Linked DNA regions of Capsicum annuum: region 1 is linked to region 2. Evidence: chromatin contacts called from public Hi-C data. All regions are on one chromosome and are shown on one strand. The core of a region is the stretch at or near the end of the contact, and the rest is flanking DNA. Distances in the headings are between cores, read along the strand shown.

What was found. A called contact is a pair of places that touch in the nucleus more often than the background predicts.
Region 1: a Hi-C map of pericarp shows a contact between it and region 2, with 2.1 times the contacts expected there. The contact joins the promoter of LOC107869496 here to the enhancer-like site in region 2. A contact is called at or near these places in 2 of 5 Hi-C or Micro-C datasets (pericarp and placenta).

Annotation. Positions count from the first base shown.
Region 1 is chr1:98,062,846-98,070,027 of UCD10Xv1.1, reverse strand. LOC107869496 reads right to left here and starts at 5,614. Exons shown (of 3, transcript XR_007052182.1): 1 at 5,306-5,614; 2 at 5,033-5,132.
Region 2 is chr1:98,011,401-98,018,955 of UCD10Xv1.1, reverse strand. No RefSeq gene overlaps it. Among protein-coding and RNA genes, the nearest start is that of LOC107867401, 12 kb to the right of the region's middle. Within about 2 kb of position 5,240, at least 3 of the 5 cell types and tissues checked have an H3K27ac peak or open chromatin away from gene starts, as enhancers often do. A contact at or near this core is called in pericarp, where this site is marked.

The sequences.
Region 1 (7,182 bases), core at 4,365-6,864, 51 kb before region 2:
TATGGTGATGTGGTGATTTGATGACATTCGAATCGTGATTTGTAACAGTTAGTAATTCATAATTATAAAATGGTGGCATTCGTTGTTTTATTTTTGGGTTCGTCAACTTTTTTTTTATTTTTTTCCCAAGTATAGTCCCTTTGAATCAATTAATTTGGTGAATTTTTAGGGGTTAATTTTTTTCCGTCTTAAAGAGAAATTAGTCATAAGTAGTGAGTAGAAAGTGAAACCCGTTCACTAATTTGATATTAGTGCTCTTGTTAGGCCGCATGACTACATGATGCAAGTGGACTTAAATTTAAGGCATGCTTTAATGAGTTGAATGATTATTTTTGAGATACTTACGCTTATTTTTGTGACTATTTTATGATCTTAGCTTAATTTTAAATTCTTGTTATTGCTTGATTGAGAATCTATAGGAATCTGTCTTAATTTGAACATGCACAGTGTGTGAGGGGTTTAGTTTTATTACATATTTGCATATTGGTGTCTCGAACTTGCTCGGTATATCTACAAAGCGAAATAAAGAATGTCGAGTTTAAGAGATGATATAGACATTTCTTTGATAGTCATGTTTGATACCTTAATTTATCTACTCATAACGCAATGATCTTAGTTAGCTCTGTTGAGCCTTTAGCCGATTCCTAGATAGTCTCATATGTAGCTTATTCCTTTTCTTTAATTGACCGTAATTTGATCCCAGACTCCTAAGCTTTTTAGTTGAAAAATTAAGATGTTAAGGAATGTACAGTTAAAGAAGGAAAAAGTGAATTTTTACCCCAAAAATAATTACTATGGGTGTGTTTAAAAAGCTTATGTTATTGGTGGGAAGTAGTATGATAAAAAGGAAAATTAATCAAAAGAAGTTAATCATGTGTTGATAGCAAATACTTCCTGCTAAAGATGTGTAATCTAGCTTAAAGAGACTGGGGGAAACAAAAGAGAGTAATGAATATAAGCCTGCATTTATTTTTTTTAAGATTCAGACGTCTGAATCTGAATGCACGTCTGAATGATTAAGATGTTGTCTCTAGATCTGAAAACCGAATGACTAAGATTGTTTGTTTTTCAACATCTGAATGTACAAAAAAAAATTATCTGTATATATAATAAAATAAAAAATACAATTCAAATAAAAAACTAATTATATATTATAAAAGTATGTAATTTAATACAACAAAATTTTTATTTGATTGAAAAAAAAATATTTATGTTTGTTAGTGATAGTGGATATGGTTTATAATTGTGGTTGCAGTGACAATGATTGATGTTAGTGATTAGTAGTGTTAGTGGTGATAGTTGTGATGGTTGGTATTGTAGTGACTGTTATGATGGTGGCGGTTGATAGTGGTGGTGGTTGTGATGTGACATTGCTTGATGTTAGTAGTTGGGGTTGTTGACTGTGATGGCTGAAAAATGAATGAATGATGATTGACGATGTGTTGGTGCTAGTTGGAGATATTGTTAGTTGTAATGGTGGAGATGGTTGTTAGTAGAGATAAATTATAGCGGTGATAGTGATTGAAGTGATGGTAGAGGTGGCGTTACTAGTGACAATGGTGGTGGCCGCCGAAGAAAATGTGGAGCTTGTGATGTGTTAGTAGTAGTTAGTGGTGGTGCTAGTTGTGATAGATGAGTTGGTCGATAGTAGGGATTGTTCGGTAGTGGTTGATGATGGTGGTGGTAACGTTAAATAGAATTAGAATAATAGAGGTAGTAGGTGTAGTAGCAATTAACAATAGTGGTTGGTGGTGATATTTGTTGTATATGGTGGTTGTGATGGTGGAGGTGGTTAGTGGTGGTGGGTGGCGGTTGACAATGATGGCGGTGGCAGAGGTGGTGACTAATGACTATGAATAGAGTGGTGGTGAATATTATCCAACATCATTATACATCTTCAGACCTATTAAAACTTGATTCTAAATCTGAATGATTAAGACCTATTAAGAGATAAAATCTTAATAAAAACAAATGCACTTAATGGTCTGAAGTCTGAACCATTCAGATTCAGACCTTCATCAAGTGGAAACAAATAAGCCCTAAAAGTGGTGAAAATTAGGTTAGTTTGTGAGTTTAAAGAAAGTGTGGTTTATTAAAGTGCTTGGAAAAGTTAATCGCTATTTCTAATCAAAATAGCTCCTACTCGTCCCTTAGCCTACATCACAACCCTTAAAGTCATACTTGATCTTGAGTTTTGATATTCTTATATTATTGGAGTATTACACTAAGGGCGAGTAAATGGTTCATCTTATGTTGCATCTAAATTCTTTTTGGGAATGAGTGATATTCTATTCTTACACCCAATCTTGTATTAAATTGCATGTTGATGAGTGATATTGGTATGACTCTATTATTGTAAGAGAGTATGTTTAATGATAGATGGGTGATTTATATGATTCCTTGGTTAAGTAATGTGCATGATTTTGCTAATTTTGTAAGAGTCAATTCTTGATGTTAAGAGGTTTTGAATGGTCAGACATGTGTTCAAAGTTACAAAGTGACATTCTTATAGTAAAGCCTGTTATTCATATTAGTCGTTGTCGGGATTGGCTTGTGTATTTTGTTTCAACTAGTGATGCTAGATACTTTCTTGTTGAACCTAAGTGTAAAGAGTTATTCGAGGACGAACAAGGCTTTAAGTGTGGGGTTGTGATATTGGGCGTATTTATACACCTGTGTCATATTTTACCCATATCTTAGCCTAGTTTTGAGAATAAATGCATATATTTGCTTTTACCTTATGACATATTGATGTAGACGAACTAAAATATGATTAACATTTTTCAGGATAAATACGATTGGAAGGAAATAAAAACGATAGGAGAAGCATGCATGAGTACGATATGAAATACGAGGGCTATCTTGTAGCTAAATAAAGCACTAAGCCACGCAGCTAGGCTCCTTGGAGGTAGGTAGGCCCGCGTCGCGCAGCTCATGTTTGTGCATTGGATGGCATATCACGGAGATTTGAGGGTAGATGGAATTCGTTAAATTTTAGCCAAGTCCTAATAGGCTTGGGTTCAAAAGGGTCCACCTCTATAAATACCCTAAGGACGACTTGCATTCATTAGTTTACAATTTTTTGAGAGAAAAATATAGAGCATAAGGGTTCTTTATTTTGTAACTCAACTACTTCGTATTTTGGTATGATTTAACATTGATTCTTGTGTTTTTCCTCAAACTATGAGTAGTTAATACCCTTGTTCTGGGGTTACGGATAGAACATGATTGTTTAGTATTTTATTTAAATCCATGAAGTTTGCTTATCATTCAATTGTGCTTATGTTCTTAAGCTTACTATTTGTGTCTGGCCAACATTAGAATAAATGGGTAATTCTTGTATGAACTGACCATGGGATTGTAAAGATAGGACGAAGAGTGTGAGAAATAAGATCATCTCTTACTAAAGTTAGGGTTGATTTGTAACTGAAATAACGATATGCCTAGTTTGCCTTAATTGATTATTAATGAGATAAAAGTTTTAAAGCATTTGAATTAGAAATTCACATTCCCGCTCAACGATGTAGTTGTGAGAATAGTTCAAATAGGTGATTTAAAGGATGAGCATTTATGAATCCTACACTTAACCCCAAACCCGCAATTTGAGAAATAAATTTCATTGAAATGGATAAATATTATATATGATTGTGGTAATTGTTGTAGCCCTAAAATTTCTCTCAATATTGTTTACAACCTTAGTCAAAATCGTGAGTGTCATATTTTATTCTTTTTGCACACTATTAGAAAGATATAATTTCCTCTTGATAAATCACATCACTTGTCTGAAATATTATTGAAAATTGAATCAAGTAAATTGCTAAGAGAATTGTCCTTGTGGGTTCAATATTCGATTCTAAAGTCACTATATTAGTTGCTAGATCACGTATAGTTGCATAGATAGACCACAACAGGTGTCTAAAAGTAATTAACAGAACATAACATGTCGGTGTTAATGCTATGTGACAGGTCATTATCAAACAGATCCGACAAGCAGCCTTATAACATGAGAAAGTGAAGCAAGTAGCAACTAATGCCCTTTCCCAGCAGCCCCAATTCTTTATTATATAGCCATGTTTATGCAATAATTATTACAGACCTATCAATGAACAAAAATACTACAAAATGGAATCTCAAAATAAAAGGCCTTTGGCAAAAGAACCCGTTTAGCTTTTCATATCCCAGGCAACTCTTCAAAAATTTCAACCGAGGTTCAGGTTCTTGTAAAACATAAAGAGACATATCAAATTAAACAAGAAGAGCACGATATGATAAAATTATAAGGGAGGAGAACTTGCATATACTCGGAGTGATTCACAACAAACAAATTCAGGAAAGTAAGGTTCAAGTTTAGACTGACACCCTACAAGCATGTTTTTCTGTTTATTCACAAATGATAAACACATACAAAGCACCAAGACATACCTTAACGCTTTCCATAGAATGCTTAAGGTATTCGAGCTTTCCAACTGCTTAACTAATGCAAGATTTGAAGTTATAAAGAACTTACAGACAGAAACTAAATGCATCATTAAGAGAACGAACTAGTTAGCAGCAAAAAAGCAGTGAGACTTTAGTAAATGGAGCAGAGACCAATGAAGAGAATGTGTGTCACGGGCAAAACCAGAACAAAAGACTTCAGAGAGAGTAATGCTTATAAAGAGTTTTAAGAGTATATTTAAGTGGGAGGAAAAGTCTCCAAAAAATATTGAACAGAGGTCTGTTTTATATAACCAATGAATAGTAACAAATCATAGAATATAGCCAATGAATAGTAACAAATCATGGAATTAGTGAGGGAGAAAATATTCAGGGAATCTAGAAGATAGAATATGTGATTTTACAGCAATCTAGAAGATACAACACACAAAGGGATAGTTGTGCATGTTTTAAACAATGGCAGCAACAATAAATAATCAGTGAGATCTAAGAAGATGCAGGTGTATGTTACAAGTCCTATAATTGAAGGTAAATTAATATGAAGCTCCAGTACTATTCAGACTAAAGAAACTTCAATAGATTTGAATAGCCGCACCTGTGAGAATATTCGGGTGTACCTCCGATAACAAATCAAGTCTGATATAGCTAGGCTTCGCATTGACACAATCAAAATATTTTGGTACTATAGCATACACCTGCAAAACGACAAGAAAATGTTATCTCTGTTTAAGGTGTCTGAACCCTCTTTTATCTTTAGATTAGATGGTGGTATTAACCTCAAGTGAGGTTCAATCCATCAATTTTGAGGTAAATATGAGTTAGTACACATTAGAGATACAAGAAACAAGGGATGTAACGGCATTCTGACCTGTAGGGAAGATGTACATTTGCAAATGGAGTATGAAGCTGATCGGGAGCTAAAGTTTGAATGAATTTTCATCAATTAAGCAGCAGCACAATGGATCGGCTTTTGGGAAGAAAGAAATCCTCAATAGAGGTCTTGGACTGAGCTCAGCCATGGAAATGGTGGAGTGAAGTCGAGCTTTGGTTGAGTTTCTTTCCAGAGACTTAGGAGTCTCTGCACTTACCCTTTTTAGCATTAGATTTTTTTGCCTTTTACTTTTATTTGTCTTTAACTTTTTTTATCTGATTTTGTTTGGACCAGGTCACTTTTGGACCTGGCTTTGTAAAGACTGTTTATTTTTGTTCTTTATAATAGGCCTCTTGGCCTGGTTTCAACTTTTAAAAAATTAGGGAATCAATCAAAGAGATTTATTTTCCTTAAAACAATAGAGTGAATCAATTAGGCCTAAGGCTGGTCAAGTTTATCATAAATGAATAAAGAAAATATGTCCAAATCGAATAAGGGTAGGAGAATAAGTAAAGAGATCATGAGTTTATCAAAAATAGACGAGGAATAACGCTATCATATAATTTCAAATCAAGGCATGTAATCTATTAACTACCATGATTCCATAATCTGTAAATTAATCAAAATATATCATAATCGGTCAAGTACCACAGCGAGGTCAATTAAAGAAGTGGAGACATACTAGAAATAGCTAGAAAGCAATTCCAAAATGACCAAAGTTTTACTAAGGACGGACAAGTCTAAATGACCTTTCACAAAATTTGAATTAATACACCATAGAAGAATCTACAAATAGCCAATTTTATCACACCAAGACTGTCATGAATCAAATTGAGCAAAGAGAAGTAGCAAGATTGTAATTTCATCCTAAAAAGTAAAACCTTAACATTAATAGCATCAATTCAACAACAATTTCAATTAATGACCAAGGGAACAAGAGTTTCAAAATAGAATAAAATTAGTACCAAATATGGAGAATTAAGGTCAATAAAAGTTGGTAGAATTTGGGACTTTTAAACATATGTCAATCCAAATGAACAAACAATCATTAATCGCTAAGAATTAAATGAAAATTCTCAAGCGAAATGCACAAATTTCAAATTTTACAAATCAATTCGAAGAAAGAAAAGATGAATTCAGGTAACAAAGGTGCCAATCGAGCCTAACGAAGATAAATGAAATCATACCGAGAAGGATTCATAAGAAATCGTCTCAAAATTGGAACTTCAACAATTAACGGGGAAGAAACCTATTAAAATGTATTAGATGTTGATCATATTTGAGTTAGTTCTTCAGCTCAAGTTAGCTCATTTTTACTGTTTCTTTGTTTTTTACTATTTCATTGAGAATAAGTTAGTTAGCCTAGTTAGTTAGTGAAGTTAGTGAAGGCATCAAGTTAGTGGTTGCTGATTAGATTAGTTGTTCAAGTTGTTAGAGTTAGTTAGGAATGTTTAGAAGCTCATGTGACATACATGTGAGCATATAAATAGCAACCATTCACTCCTCATTGTATGATCTTAGCACTTGAATAACAATCTCTTAGCTCTTTCCTTTCTTTTCTTCTCTGCCTCAATGGCTTCCGTGTGTGTGTGTGAGTATTGTAATGCATCAGTTTAACATGGTATCAAAGCAACGATCCATGGAGGTTTAGAGAAAGTATCATTACTCCATTTTATTTTGGATTCTATGCTAGTATCAGTAGGGAGAAAGTAGATCTCTATTTTTTTGTAAGCTGAAGTTAGAATTCTGAGTGTTTTCTGAATAATAAAGTAATGGCACCTAAGATCGATCCTACAAATCCTTTGTTTCTGGGAGCATCGGATATTGCTGGTGCTCCATTGATTCTAATGAAGTTGATTGGGTCAAAAAATTAT
Region 2 (7,555 bases), core at 3,991-6,490:
AAAACATCTTCTTCAATAGATGGTCCTTATGTTGCAATAGATAATCCATATGTTGCAACAGATATTATAACAGATTATAAATCTATTGCGACAGACCATCTTTTGCACATACATACCATCTGTTGCGACAGATGGATGATCTATTGCAATAGTTCAATAATAACGACTGTTATCACGTCTTAAATTATTTTGAAAAGGTGAGAAGTATTAATGTAAAAGAAAAAGTCGCGACTTTTCATAGAAAACAAAATGTCAGCAGTTTGAATGTAATTAATACAATGAAGCTGAACAGTCGTTCCTTTTGTCCTGACACATCTAGATTCAATCCTCTATAAATAGGACCCTCCTTGATCTTCATTCTACTCCACTTTATTTATTTCTTACATTTTTCTTTTTGTATGACATCTTCAGCCACTTCTCTTTAAAGAGCATATTCTTTTCTCGTTGAGGTAAGTTTTTTTCATGTGTAAATATAATAGTTGGTAGTATACGTTGTATTACATTCCAACTCTTTACTTTACTTTTGTGTCTTACGTTTTTTGTCAATTCATGTGTGTTCTAGATATGACTAATCTTGTTTGGGACATTGCTATTCTGCGTGATATAGTGCGGGAACTTCTAAGGCAAGTTAATGACCTACAGAAAGAGTTGGTCGCCGTGAGAGCGACGATGTTCAGAAAGATACAGAGGCTGATGAGGGCCCTACTACAGCGAGTTGATTGGCCGACTGTCATTAATGATGATGATGATGAAAATAATAATTAGAATATGTTTTTTCTTTTAGCGTATTATTTTAATTTTTTTTATATCGGATCTATACCTAATGTATTTTATTTTTCATTTAATGAAAAATTTATTTTTAGTCGACTTTGACTTTTTAATTCTTATTCAATTTTCATTCTGTCTATTTCTTCTAAACATACATGTTAACATGTCGATAGTTGGAGGTAAGGAGCAATTTTGAACCTAGTAGCAATAGTAATTTTGGCTTTTGAGTTTTTTCAACAGATAAACCATATGTTCGAATAGATTGATCATCGGTTGGGTTTCTGTCAATAGATTATCTATCTGTTGCGACAGATTTGTCATCTGTTGGAGAAAAGCATTCCATTTTGATAGAACTGTGTTATGTTCTTCCAGCTAATATCCATCTGTTACCACAGATGAGTAATCTGTTGAAAATAATTGTGGTTTGCGGTATTATTTAGTTTATGTTTTGCCTTTTTTTATTGATGCACAAGTTATTAAAAAGATATTTTATATATAATAAATGATAACATTACGTTCACAATAATGAGCTAAATTTATAAAAGTACACAACAAACAACAACGCAAGTTTCTGTAATTACAACGATCATGGTGGATTATGATCCGGGCATATAGTTCTTTTGTGGCCAGCGCGCTTTCATACGGAGCACTTGTTTCTTCTTGATGAAAATGATTTTTTGACTTCATGCCTCCTCTTATATGTCTTTCTTCCTTATTTGATAGTGCCTGGTTCAATATATGGAGGAGGTATTAATCTCTCCAAAAGCTCTGCAGGAACAACCTAAGATTCTTTGGGAGACACCAGAGTAATATGCCTACTATATGTCATTTCATAGTTTTCCATCGAATAATATTGAAAGGAGTGCTCGTAAACTTTAGGTCCATATTTTGGATCATATTAAGCTCGAAGCGCTGCCATAGTATGTGGACGGGGTATTTTATCCAAGTCAAAAATTTTGCACGTACAAGATCTTGTTTGAAGATCGACCGTGGCAACATCACCATGACCGGTTATACTGAATTTATAATCTGCTATTTTATGAGATAATAACCTATTCCCCAAACTAACGTTCGTTGATATTATTTTTTTTATTTCGAGAACAAATCAGATTCTTCTTGGGCCCTTGAACTATACACGTCTTTCGTTAAAAAATTGGTCATACTTCTTGTTTATTTTTTCAAATGGTGCCTTGATGGAAAATCTTTCATCGCCAAATAATGATTCACCGATTCAGCTATGTTTGATGTCATAATTTTGTACCTATACAAAAGAATCACTTAGTACGACATCATACTAAACTTATAACTCAAACAAGACATTAAATTCATAAGAATATACCTATCTATCGAACAGAATACCCAGCTTCATCTCTCAAAATTGACACGTACGAGAAGTTCTGCTACCTTAGGATTCACATATGTTATTTGACTGAAATGGTCTAAAAACTCCTCTCTACTATATGCTTTAGCTGCTCTATAAAAAAGGGTCATGACCCTTTCATTGTGATAGTTGGTCCGAATATTCTCTCTAAGATGTCTGATGCAACAACCAAAGTAAGTTGAAGTGAAGAAAATTGAACCCATCTTTGGAATACTTGGATGTCTATCCGAAAAAAAACACAACTTTTCGGTATCTTCGATGCATCTTCCCAGTTGTTCAAAAATAATCCATAAGAGGCATCACATTCCATGTCCACTACACAAAAAGCAATAGGAAAGATGTGATTCTCCGCATCCTGCGCCACCACCGCTAGCAGAACTCCATTATACCTACTTCTCAAGAAGGTACCATTGACGGCTATGCCTTTTCTCAAATGTTGAAAACCTTGAATCCAAGCACCATAAGATACAAAAAAGTACTTGAACCTTCCATTTTCATCAACATGCTATGCCGTTTTACTTCTGAGATTTATGGACTCAATCATATAACAGTAGGCATCTAGGAATGTATACCCATGCTCATGTGTCCCCCTAAATAAGTCTTTGGCAATCCCTATGGTCGTATATATCTTTCAATAGCTGAATAGTACACCCAATTTTGTAAGGAGTTGATTGGCCATAACCCTTCTAGAAGGGCCTTTGAAACAACTCTTGAAATATTCATCGGGGACCTTTGATGTGGCATAAGGATTTTGGCTTGAGATGTGCTCCGAATCATATGTGTGATCCTTTTCATGTTTATGACTAGTGAATCTATCAGAACTTATATTCTTCACCTCTCTCAACCACCACTTGCAGTTTGGATTAGCATATTTGTAGCTAAAGACACTGCTCAAATTAATCACCTTCTTTATTCTGAAATCTTTTTTCAAGCAAGAAATAAACAAAGTGATAGATTGTTCATTCTTGTCCTTGAATGACATCCCTTTGAAAAAGTTAGTACCGTCATCTTGAAGATTGCCAGGCTGTGTCGATCGAGAAGAACTGCCCACCGTATTGATCGCATCAACGGGCGTAGGTGTTTGATCATCATCTGAAATATTCATGTCTAGATCATCCAACCTATTATCAAAGATGTCTTATTTTTATTCTTCTTCTATGTTCTGGTTCTCATCCTCTCTCGTCTTTTCAACCACATACACCCTTAACACCGGTTTGGATAAATCACTAAGATAAGCATGCAACCAAACCTGATCGATTATCTTGAAAGGCAGTACCCTCTGAGTTTCAAAGGAGCTATGCATGTAGCTGATGATGAGTTCTTCTGGTTGATAATTCAGTCCACAGTAGCTGATGATTAAGTTCATAAAATCATCATACGAAATATCACTTTGGACTGTCATAGCTATCATCTCTAGCATTTCACCCTCCTTCCAATACCATACATATCGATTGCTCTTCTCGATTCATTAACCATGACAATCCACCCTTATTGTTATTGATCCCTCAATTAATGGTACCTAAATAAAGTCATTTGTTAAAAAAAGTTAATAGTGATTTCATAGTGTCTTAAATGAATCTCAACAAATGTATAATCAGTCGCAATAGATTACTTACCTGTTGGGATTCATGTTACGCTCCTGAAGTTGATTTTAATAGACGAGCCATCTATTATAACCGGTGAATCATATGTTGCAACAGATATATATCTGTTGCAACAGATGAAACGCCTATTAGGATAGATGTTATAGTACTGAGGCACCTTTGAAGCTAATTTCAATAAATGAGTGACATGTTGCAACAAATAATTAACATGTTGCCACATATGACTTACCTGTTGCAACAGACGGCGATCTATTAGAATCGAGGTCAGGTTCTATCTCAACAGGTTACTAATATATTATAATAGATATTTACTGTCTGTTGAAATCGAGTTCAGGTTCTATTGCAATAGGTTAATAATATGTTACAACAGATACCTTATTGCAACAGACAATACATCTGTTGGAATCAAGTTCAGGTTCTGTTGCAACAGGTTACTAATCTGTTGCAACAGATATTTATCATGTTGCACCAGACAACTAATCTGTTGTAACAAATGGGTCATCTGTTGCAACAGATTACCCATCTACTCGATTCATGTTACGGTACCATATAATAATAAACATGAATCCAACATATGAGTCTTCCGTTGAAACATATTATTTAAACAGATGGCTCTTATGCTGCATTCATATTCGCATGCTATTTATTATTGAAAAAAGGCACAATAGCAGTTACCCAGATGACAAATTCAACTAAAAATCATAATTTGACTTACCAAAAGTCTCCTATGAAGTAATGCCAAAGTAGAAAGTGATGTACAAAATAAAATTTGACCTAAGAAATCGGTCAAATAGCAACAGTAGCGGTAACAACAACAACAATAACAAAAATGGTCAACAAGAAGAAGATGAAGATGATAATGAAGTAGAAGATGATGATAATGAAGCAGAAGATGATGGATAAAGCAGCAGCAACAATAATCGTGAAGAGAGAGAAAACAACAACGGGTGAGAAGAGAGAGAAATGCGCTTTTTTTCCTTCGTTTTCCGTTATATTAGGTAAATATTTGGATCAAAGTGTAAATTAAAAAACTTGTGGGTTATTTTCAAAGTTTTTCAACTTTCTTAATCCATAATAAAGTAATTGTCACCTCCACTCAATTATTAAGACATGTGTCACTTATACCTTATTTTAAAACTTTTTTGTCACTTACAACCCAAACCCCTAGGAAAGTTCATAAATTTTCATTCTTTAAGTAGTTGTCATGACTAGTTTTTTGATGTTATAATCTATGCATTTTTCTTTATTTATGTTGTTATTATCTAATGATAATGGAAATAACAACAACATATCTATGGTAATCTGGAGTTTTTGGGAAAGTGAATTATATGTTGTTTTACCTCTACTTGAAATTTTAATTCAGATAGACTTTCAAGTAAAACAATGCTTGAAAAATAAACAGTTTTAATTATTTTTGGATTCGTCAGTCGCGTTGACTGTCAATTACTACTTGGGAGTACAGGATCTGTCACTTATTTAGAGCAGGGATTTGTGGTAAGTGAATCATGCCTGGGGCCATATTGACTCTATGCATAATAAATACTCTCATCGTTTCAAATTATCTGTCTCAAATTTTCTAATTTGATTTCTCATTTTACTTATTTTTTTTTATTAATCAAGAAGAAATTAAAAAAAATCATGTTTTACCCTTTGCATTAATTATTTTTTGTTCAAATTGAAATGTAAACATCATTTAATATGGGTATTATGGTAAACTAAACATGTTATTAATTATTTTTCTTAATCAATGTGTCATCTCAAGTTGGGATGGATAATTTGAGACGGAGGGAGTACTATTTTCTCCGTCTCAGTTTATGTGTCACCATTTCCTTTTTAGTCCATCCCAAAAAAGTATCATTTTTTCTTATTTAGTATAACTATTTAATGACAACATTCTCATTTTATCCTTATTAAATCTCATTTAATAAGAAAAGACAACTAAAAAACAAATTTAAGAAGGGCAATTTTACAAACTTTACAAAGTCATCACTCATTTTTTAAATTTCGTGTTCAATCAAAAGTCGACACAATAAAATGGAACGGAGAAAATAATAATAACAGCTATGATTTTCTCATGCTGTTGAGATACCGATCTAGTTTTTAAACCTCACAATCACAACACTAAAAGATGTTTGAAAATCCTTCTGCTTGAAGCTCAACTTCAGATATTTCCATTAATTTAATGTTGAGACTCTTAATCTAATGGCAAGAGAAAACGCAAATTGCAAAGGTAGTGTATAGTGTCAAGTTTCACCATAAGTTCGAACTTGCTGCGCCATATGCCAGTTAATTGTGATTACCACACAAGTATTTCCTCCGTTTTAAATTGTGTTTGATTTTAACTTGACATAAAATTAAAAAAAAGTAAAAAAAAAAAAAAATTTGAATCTTAATATCTTAAAATAAAGATTTAGAGCCCGTTTGGATAAGCTAAAAAAAAGTAGTTTTTAAAAAATTATTTAAAAGTGCTTTTGAAAGTGCTGAAACTTATTGTAAAAATAAACAGTTACGTATTTGGATAAAAGTGCTGAAACTGAAAAAAAATTATTGATGTGTTTGATAAACAACTGTTGTTAAACATTCTTTTTAGTCAAAATATCTTAAATACCCTTAAAGCTGTTAACAATATGTAGAGTTGATTACTATTAATTTTTATTTCTAAAATGATTTAAATTAAAATTAATATATATATTTTTAATTCATTTTTAATTTTATATATATATATATATATATATATATATATAGAGAGAGAGAGAGAGAGAGATATTGTTAATATAATATTAGAATTTAGTGTTTATATATCTATTAATTTTTATTTTAAAGACAAATTTTATGCAGCCTTAGTTGTTTTCCCCCACTTTTGATAACACTGTACATAGTGATGCAATTTCATAATTAATGACTGGGAGACATTTATTTTCATGAATGACTATTAAATTTGTGCGCTAAAATTTTTTTTCCTTGGTTAAAAGAGTTTAAATCATCAAACAAAATATATGTGTTACTAATCATTATAATTATATTAATAGATAAATAGTTAATCACAAATGATATTATTTGTTTGCTAAAATGACTCTTAATTGAAAATATATTACTCGTTGATTGAGTAATGACTATATCATTATTAAAATATTGTCGAATACAAACGTTGTGTCGTCAAATATACATGAATCATTCACTAATTGTTCATGAAGTTGTATAACTTCAATGAGTGTTCTCCCTATATCTTGGTTGGTGAGTTTTATTTCTTAGAGAAATTCATATGTTGTACAATAATAATTGTCCAAATTTAAAAGAATATATTAAAGAAGGAAAATAATACATAAAAATTATATTTCATAAATTAAAAGTTTCATACAAAAGAGGTACTTACTAATATGGCTAGAGTTAAGTTCGTCATAAATACAAAAAGTAGAAATGTTTAATTAATACATGCATTAATCGATTATAAACTAAAAAAATCAAATGGACTACAAGAGGGTAATTTTGAAATAAATGAAAATTATAAGGGATACAAAAATAGTTACTTGGTCATCTTTCAATAGATTATAAGCTAAAAAAAATAAGTAGGTAATGACCAACTTCTAGTTTTTGACTTATAAAAAGTCAATTGATTTTTTTTAATTAATTTTTTAAATTGCCAAATACTCCTAAAATTCAAAAATAATTTTTAAGCTATTTTGATCAAATTATAATTTAATCCAGACACCCTCGTAACAGATGTACCAAAATATCCTTCAAACATTTAAAATCCAATAAATTATATAGTATTAATACATATATTACTAATATATGTACTAAT